Linked DNA regions of Sus scrofa: region 2 is linked to region 1. Evidence: chromatin contacts called from public Hi-C data. All regions are on one chromosome and are shown on one strand. The core of a region is the stretch at or near the end of the contact, and the rest is flanking DNA. Distances in the headings are between cores, read along the strand shown. Region 1 has its middle 69 kb from the start of ZMYND8. Region 2 overlaps NCOA3 (nuclear receptor coactivator 3).

Evidence for each region. A called contact is a pair of places that touch in the nucleus more often than the background predicts.
Region 2: a contact with region 1 is called in a Hi-C map of spleen, with 2.1 times the contacts expected there. The contact joins two enhancer-like sites. A contact is called at or near these places in 5 of 47 Hi-C or Micro-C datasets (blood, embryonic fibroblasts, skeletal muscle and 1 more) and 2 of 2 datasets of contacts at active chromatin or transcription factors (alveolar macrophages and skeletal muscle).

Annotation. Positions count from the first base shown.
Region 1 is chr17:49,457,401-49,460,462 of Sscrofa11.1, forward strand. No RefSeq gene overlaps it. Among named protein-coding and RNA genes, the nearest start is that of ZMYND8, 69 kb to the left of the region's middle. Within about 2 kb of position 1,766, at least 27 of the 83 cell types and tissues checked have an H3K27ac peak or open chromatin away from gene starts, as enhancers often do. A contact at or near this core is called in spleen, where this site is marked.
Region 2 is chr17:49,637,879-49,641,001 of Sscrofa11.1, forward strand. It overlaps NCOA3 (nuclear receptor coactivator 3), which reads left to right. Exons shown (of 25, transcript NM_001114276.1): 6 at 1,457-1,631; 7 at 2,023-2,211; 8 at 2,354-2,455. Among named protein-coding and RNA genes, the nearest start is that of NCOA3, 110 kb to the left of the region's middle. Within about 2 kb of position 1,358, at least 5 of the 83 cell types and tissues checked have an H3K27ac peak or open chromatin away from gene starts, as enhancers often do. A contact at or near this core is called in spleen, where this site is marked.

The DNA of each region.
Region 1 (3,062 bases), core at 516-3,015:
ACTGGATCCTTGACCTAATGAGGAAGGCCAGGAATTGAACCAGCGTCCTCCCAGACACTGTGCCAAGTTTTTAACCCGCTGAGCCACAAGGGGAACTCCAGAATATTCTTTCTTTAATTAAAGTTATACTTGCTTGTTGTAAAGATAAAATTAAACACGGAAGTGTATACAGAAGAAAACGCACTTCTCCATTGTAGGAGTTATCGGTTAAGTGTGATAGTTCTGATCAATGTAGTCAATGCACACATTTCCTTCCTCCTTTTACAATTTATTTCTCCCTTTCTTTTTTAAAACAACAACAACAACAACAACAAGAACGGGATCAGTTTATTCTGGTAGCTGTTATCCCTGAAATACTCCTGGATTGCTCCGCCTTCTTTCCAATGGCTCCTGTCCAAAGAGATCACTGCAGGTGTTTGGACACAAAAATCCCAGCAGCCAGTGCCCTTAAAAGTAGAACTTCAGGAGTTCCCGTCGTGGCGCAGTGGTTAACGAATCCGACTAGGAACCATGAGGTTGCGGGTTCGGTCCCTGCCCTTGCTCAGTGGGTTAAGGATCCGGCGTTGCCGTGAGCTGTGGTGTAGGTTGCAGACGCGGCTCGGATCCCGCGTTGCTGTGGCTCTGGTGTAGGCCAGTGGCTACAGCTCCGATTCAACCCCTGGCCTGGGAACCTCCATATGCCGAGGAAGCGGCCCAAGAGATAGCAACAACAACAACAACAAAAGACAAAAAAGACAAAAAAAAAAAAAAAAAAAGTAGAACTCCAGTTCATCATGGTGAAACCTAGAGTATTTGTTGGCTCTGAGAAAATACTAACAATGGCTTTCAATGCTCTCTGTCCCTGAAGAAGCCATGTTTATATGACTCTCGTGCTTCAGATCACCTGGTGGCTTCCCAGTTCAGTGAATTAAAAATACAAAATGCGGAGTTCCCGTCGTGGCGCAGTTGTCAACGAATCCGACTAGGAACCATGAAGTTGCGGGTTCGGTCCCTGCCCTTGCTCAGTGGGTTGACGATCCGGCGTTGCTGTGAGCTGTGGTGTAGGTTGCAGACGCGGCTCGGATCCCTCGTTGCTGTGGCTCTGGCGTAGGCCAGAGGCTACAGCTCCGATTGGACCCCTAGCCTGGGAACCTCCATATGCCGCGGGAGCGGCTCTAGAAATGGCAAAAAGACAAAAAAAAAAAAAAAAAAAAAGCAAAATGCTTGGAGCTCCCTGGTGGCTCAGCGGGTTAAGGATCTGGCAGTGGTCACTGCTGCGGTGCGGGTTCGATCCCTGGCTGGGGAATTTCCCATGCCTCGGGGGTGGCCAAGAAAAAAATGCAAAACGCTTATTGTAGCCTGCGAGGCCCCCGAGGTGACCCAGTTCTTAGCTACTCTCTGGTGCTGCCCTCCCCTTGGTTTTAGTCTTTCACTTCCTCCAAGTTGCACCAAACCCTTTCCAGATTTGTCCTGGGCTAGTTGTCATTCTTTCAGTTACAAGAGGCAGAAACCTAACTCAAACTGGCTTAGGCCCAAAGTTGTATATTGACTCATGTGACGGAAAAGCCCCAGAGGAGGTTGGAAGTGGGAGCGGACAGGTCATTCCCATGGCTTTGCCTCTAGTCTCTGTAGTTTGGGTCTATTCTCAGTCTCTCCCAAAGGGGCGTGAAGACTCAGCTTGCATCCGAAGTAGCTACCCTAGTGGAAAGAGTCATACTCTCACTTCCTCCTAGGCTCTCTAAAAAAGAGCCTGTGGATAACACTTCCGGGATCAGTTGGAGTCAAGTGACTGACCCTGAACCAATTACTGTGACAATACACTGATGACTATGTATCAGGATACATTGATCAGCCAACCCTAGGTCTGCACCTCCCACCCTCCCTCCAACACGGGAGGAGGAGTCTGCTCCACCTGAAACTCCTGCGCAGCAGCCAGGGAGTTCCCCAGGTGGAAACCGAGGTGCTGATAACCCAGAGAAGGAAAGTGACTGTTGGCCGGCAGAAACAGCCGTCCAGGGTCAGCTCTTTACGCAGACGCTTCTCTCCAGCAGTGCCCTCCCCCCACCTCCCATCATGATGACAGGGTGATTCTTTGTAGCTTTGGTACAAGGGACAAAAGACTGAAAATGGCACACATATCTGCTAAAATAAGGCATTGGCAGAAATCGTGGCTTTCAAAATGGGGGTGTAAGATCAGCAGCAGCACCTGGAAACGAGAAATGCAAATTCTCAGGTGCCGCCCCCGCCCTCGGTCTGCTGGGGGGGCCTAGCAGCCTGCGTTTTGACAAGGCCTCCAGGTGATGCTGATGGGGTGTTTGAGAACCGCGGAGTTCAAATGTTAATCTTGACTCATAAAATAGAAAGCTGTTGGGCATTTCAGTTTTAGAATCCGTTTTCTTTGAGGCTTAGAATTTGAATAAGAGCAAGTTGCCCATTAATTACAAAAGCTGCAGTCACTCTTTGGGCGTTGAAATTAGCCATTCAGGTCGTTTTGTGTCATCTCTCCCATAGCTCCTGTAGCAGCCACTCTAGGTGGGCTCTCTCTCAACACCCATGCTCATGACTCTTCTCCCTCAGAGTTCCCTGGTAGCACAGTGGGTTAAGGATCCCGTGTTGTCACTGCTGTGGCACAGGTTTGGTCCCTGGCCTGGCAACTTTTGTATGCCATGGGCACAGCCAAAAAGAAAAAGAAACAAAAAACAAAAACCTCTTGGAATTCCTCTTGTGGCACAGTGGAAACGAATCCAACTAGAAACCATGAGGTTGCAGGTTCGATCCCTGGGCTAAGGATCACTCAGTGGATTAAGGATCTGGCATTGCCCTGAACGGTGGTGTAGGTCACACCTGTGGCTCAGATCCTGCATTGCTGTGGCTGTAGTGTAGGCTGGCAGCTGTAGCTCTGATTTGATCCCTAGCCTGGGAACCTCCATGTGCTGTGCGTGTGGCCCTAAAAAGCAAAAAAAAAACAAACCCAAAAAACAAACAAAAAATACAACAAAAACCTCTTGTCCCTCAGCCAGAAGGCTGAGAATGAGGTTTTCCAGCCCCTTCTCTCCTTGAAGTTAGGGGTGTCTGTATGAAAG
Region 2 (3,123 bases), core at 108-2,607, 180 kb after region 1:
GTCAGCTGTGTTACTTAAAAATTTTTTTTGTGTGTGTATGGTTAGGATATGAGAACAAAAGAAAATGTTTCTTTTCACGAGATAGAACTTAGTATTCTGAATATGATGGTAAAATACTCTTATATTTACAATATGTGTAACTCAGGAGGTCCTGTGGCATTCTCCCCCCACCCAAATATTTTGGGTGTATTTTACCTCAGACTCTTTGGTGTATTGTTGTGTGTGGATTGATCTTATACACACTACAATTTTATATTCTGGAAGCATTTTTAAGACCTAAAATATATTTTTTGGAATTCCCGTTGTGGCTCAGCGGTAATGAACTCAGTTAGCATCCATGAGGATGTGGGTTCGATCCCTGGCCTTGCTCAAAGGGTTGGGGATCTGGTGTTGCCGTGAGCTGTGGTGTAGGTCACAGATGCTGCTCGGATCTGGTGGTGGTGTGGCTGTGATGTAGGCTGGCAGCTACAGCTCTGATTAGACCCAAGCTCGGGAACTTCCATATGCCCTGGGTGTGGCCCTCAAAAGCAGCAAAACAAAACAAAAACCCAAATGTATTTTTTGTTAAGTAGTTGTTTTAAATAGATGTAATTAACCTGTAGCACTTACAGAATGTTTCTCTTACTTTAAGTCAGGGCTGAAAGCCCTTTAATAAAACTTTAACTCATCAAAAACAAAACTGTTCTTATTTCAGTTAGTTTGTTCCAGCTACTTTTTAGTAAAGTGCATTGTTCCTCTTTGTAAATTCCCATTAAAGACAGGGGTAATTCCTGTAGCTTGACTTGGTATCAAGTGGGAAAATGGAGAGCAGTAAGGATGATTTTCTTATTATTAAAAGCTCCTTTGAAGAAGTAATCCTTCAAAAATTATATTAGACATTAATTCAAATCTCTTGCTGCCTGTATTTGTCTTTCTTGAAATTGTCTTTATTTTTCATATAACCCTGTATTAATGTTGCTAATGTTAATAGGAATGGTGGCTAATAGTGGTTGAATCAGTAGTAGATTTTTCAAATTATATTTAGTACCAAGGCTGGTGTCTTAGTCTGCTAAGGCTACCATAACAAAATACCACAGACTGGGTGGCTTAAACAGCAGAAATTTATTTCTTACAGTTCTGGAGGCTGGAAGTCCAAGATCAAGGTGTTGACAGGCTTGGTTTCTCCTGAGGCCTCTCTCCTTGGCTTGTAGATGGCAGCCTTCTTGTGTCTTCACGTGGCCTTTTCTCTGTGCGTGTGCATCTCTGGTGTCTCTCTCTCTCTTCTTATAAGAACACCAGTCCTATTGGATTAGAGCCCTACCCTTATGACCTCAAGTAACCTTAATTATCTCCTGAAAGGCCCTGTCTCCAAACGTAGTCACACTGGGGGTTAGGGCTTCAACAGATGCATTTTGGTGGGGGGAGGGGATAGAGTTCAGCTCCTAATAGCCTGCCAACATCAACATATCCGCTTCAGGCGTTGGATGGTTTCCTGTTTGTGGTGAATCGAGAAGGAAACATTGTATTTGTGTCAGAAAACGTCACTCAGTACCTGCAATACAAGCAAGAAGACCTGGTTAACACAAGTGTCTACAGTATCTTGCATGAAGAAGACAGAAAGGATTTCCTTAAAAACTTACCGAAATCTACAGGTAGGCTTTTAATGTGTGTTTCCTAGATAAGTTTAAAAAAAAATTTTTTTTGACCATTTCTTAGAAAATTGATCTTTTACGTTTTAGAAAACCAAGTGATCAGATTTATGTAGAAGAAGATAAGTGGCAGCTAGCAACATTTTCAGATGAATTTAGAATTTGGTGTACATTTCATGGGTCCAGGGTATGAAGTGAGGTATAGAATATAAGTGAGACACCTGTTGAAGTTGAAATTATTCCAGTGTTTTTTATATTGCCACTTTGAAAATATTAGTGTAGAAATTACTGTGATAGATGTATAATGAGAAAATAGGTGTAGCTTCAATTCTTGATGATAGTCACAGACTGAAATTGCCAGCTTAAAAAACTCCTTTCAACTTGTTTTCCAAAGTTAATGGAGTTACCTGGACAAATGAGACCCAGAGACAAAAAAGCCATACATTTAATTGCCGTATGTTGATGAAGATACCACATGATATCCTGGAAGACATGAACACTAGTCCTGAAATGCGCCAGAGATATGAAACGATGCAGTGCTTTGCCCTGTCCCAGCCTCGAGCTATGATGGAGGAGGGGGAAGGTGAGCTCGATCACATGCTTGGAGCTTTGTGATTTCCGTGGTTGTAATTCTTCTTACTGAATTCGATGTCCGTACTTGCCTATTGAACAGATGTAGCCAAAGGTTAAATAGAATCCTTACCTGGTTCAATTTTCTATTGCAGATTTGCAATCCTGCATGATCTGTGTGGCCCGCCGAATCACTACTGGAGAAAGAGCGTTTCCATCAAACCCTGAGAGCTTTATTACTAGACATGATCTTTCAGGTAAAAACTGTGCATGTGCCTGCATATTGTTCATTTTGAAAATTTTTATGGAAGTTAACTGTTTCTACAGCCTGCACTATCATTTAAGTGCCTGCACCCACTATAATGAATACTTTGCATGGATTATTTCCTGTGTTTCTTTTTTTTCCTTTGTTTTGTCTTGTCCTTTTAGTGCTGCACCCGTGGCATATGGAGGTTCCCAGGCTAGGGGTCTAAGCGGAGCTGTAGTCACTGGCCTATGCCAGAGCCACAGCAACGCCAGATCTGAGCTGCGTCTGCGACGTACACCACAGTTCACAGCAACGCCAGTTGCCTTAAGCCACTGAGTGAGGGCAGGGATCGAACCCGCATCCTCAGGGATGCTAGTTGACTTCATTACCTCTGAGCCACAGTGGGAACTCCCAGAAGTTACTGTTTCTTTTCTGTAACCTCAAGCCCCTTTTTTGTAAAGAAACACATTTCAAAAATATGGGTAATTTGATGAGAGTTACTGGGAGTAATTCTTGACATCAACATGAATTTCAGTCTTGGTCTGTCCTTTTTGGACCATGAGAGTAAAGAAGGCCATTATAGTTGATAAGGCATAATGATGAAATTAAACACAGTGGCAGTATCATCTGTATTTGCTCTTTTGATCATTTAACTCTAAATGTTGATACCAAGGGTTT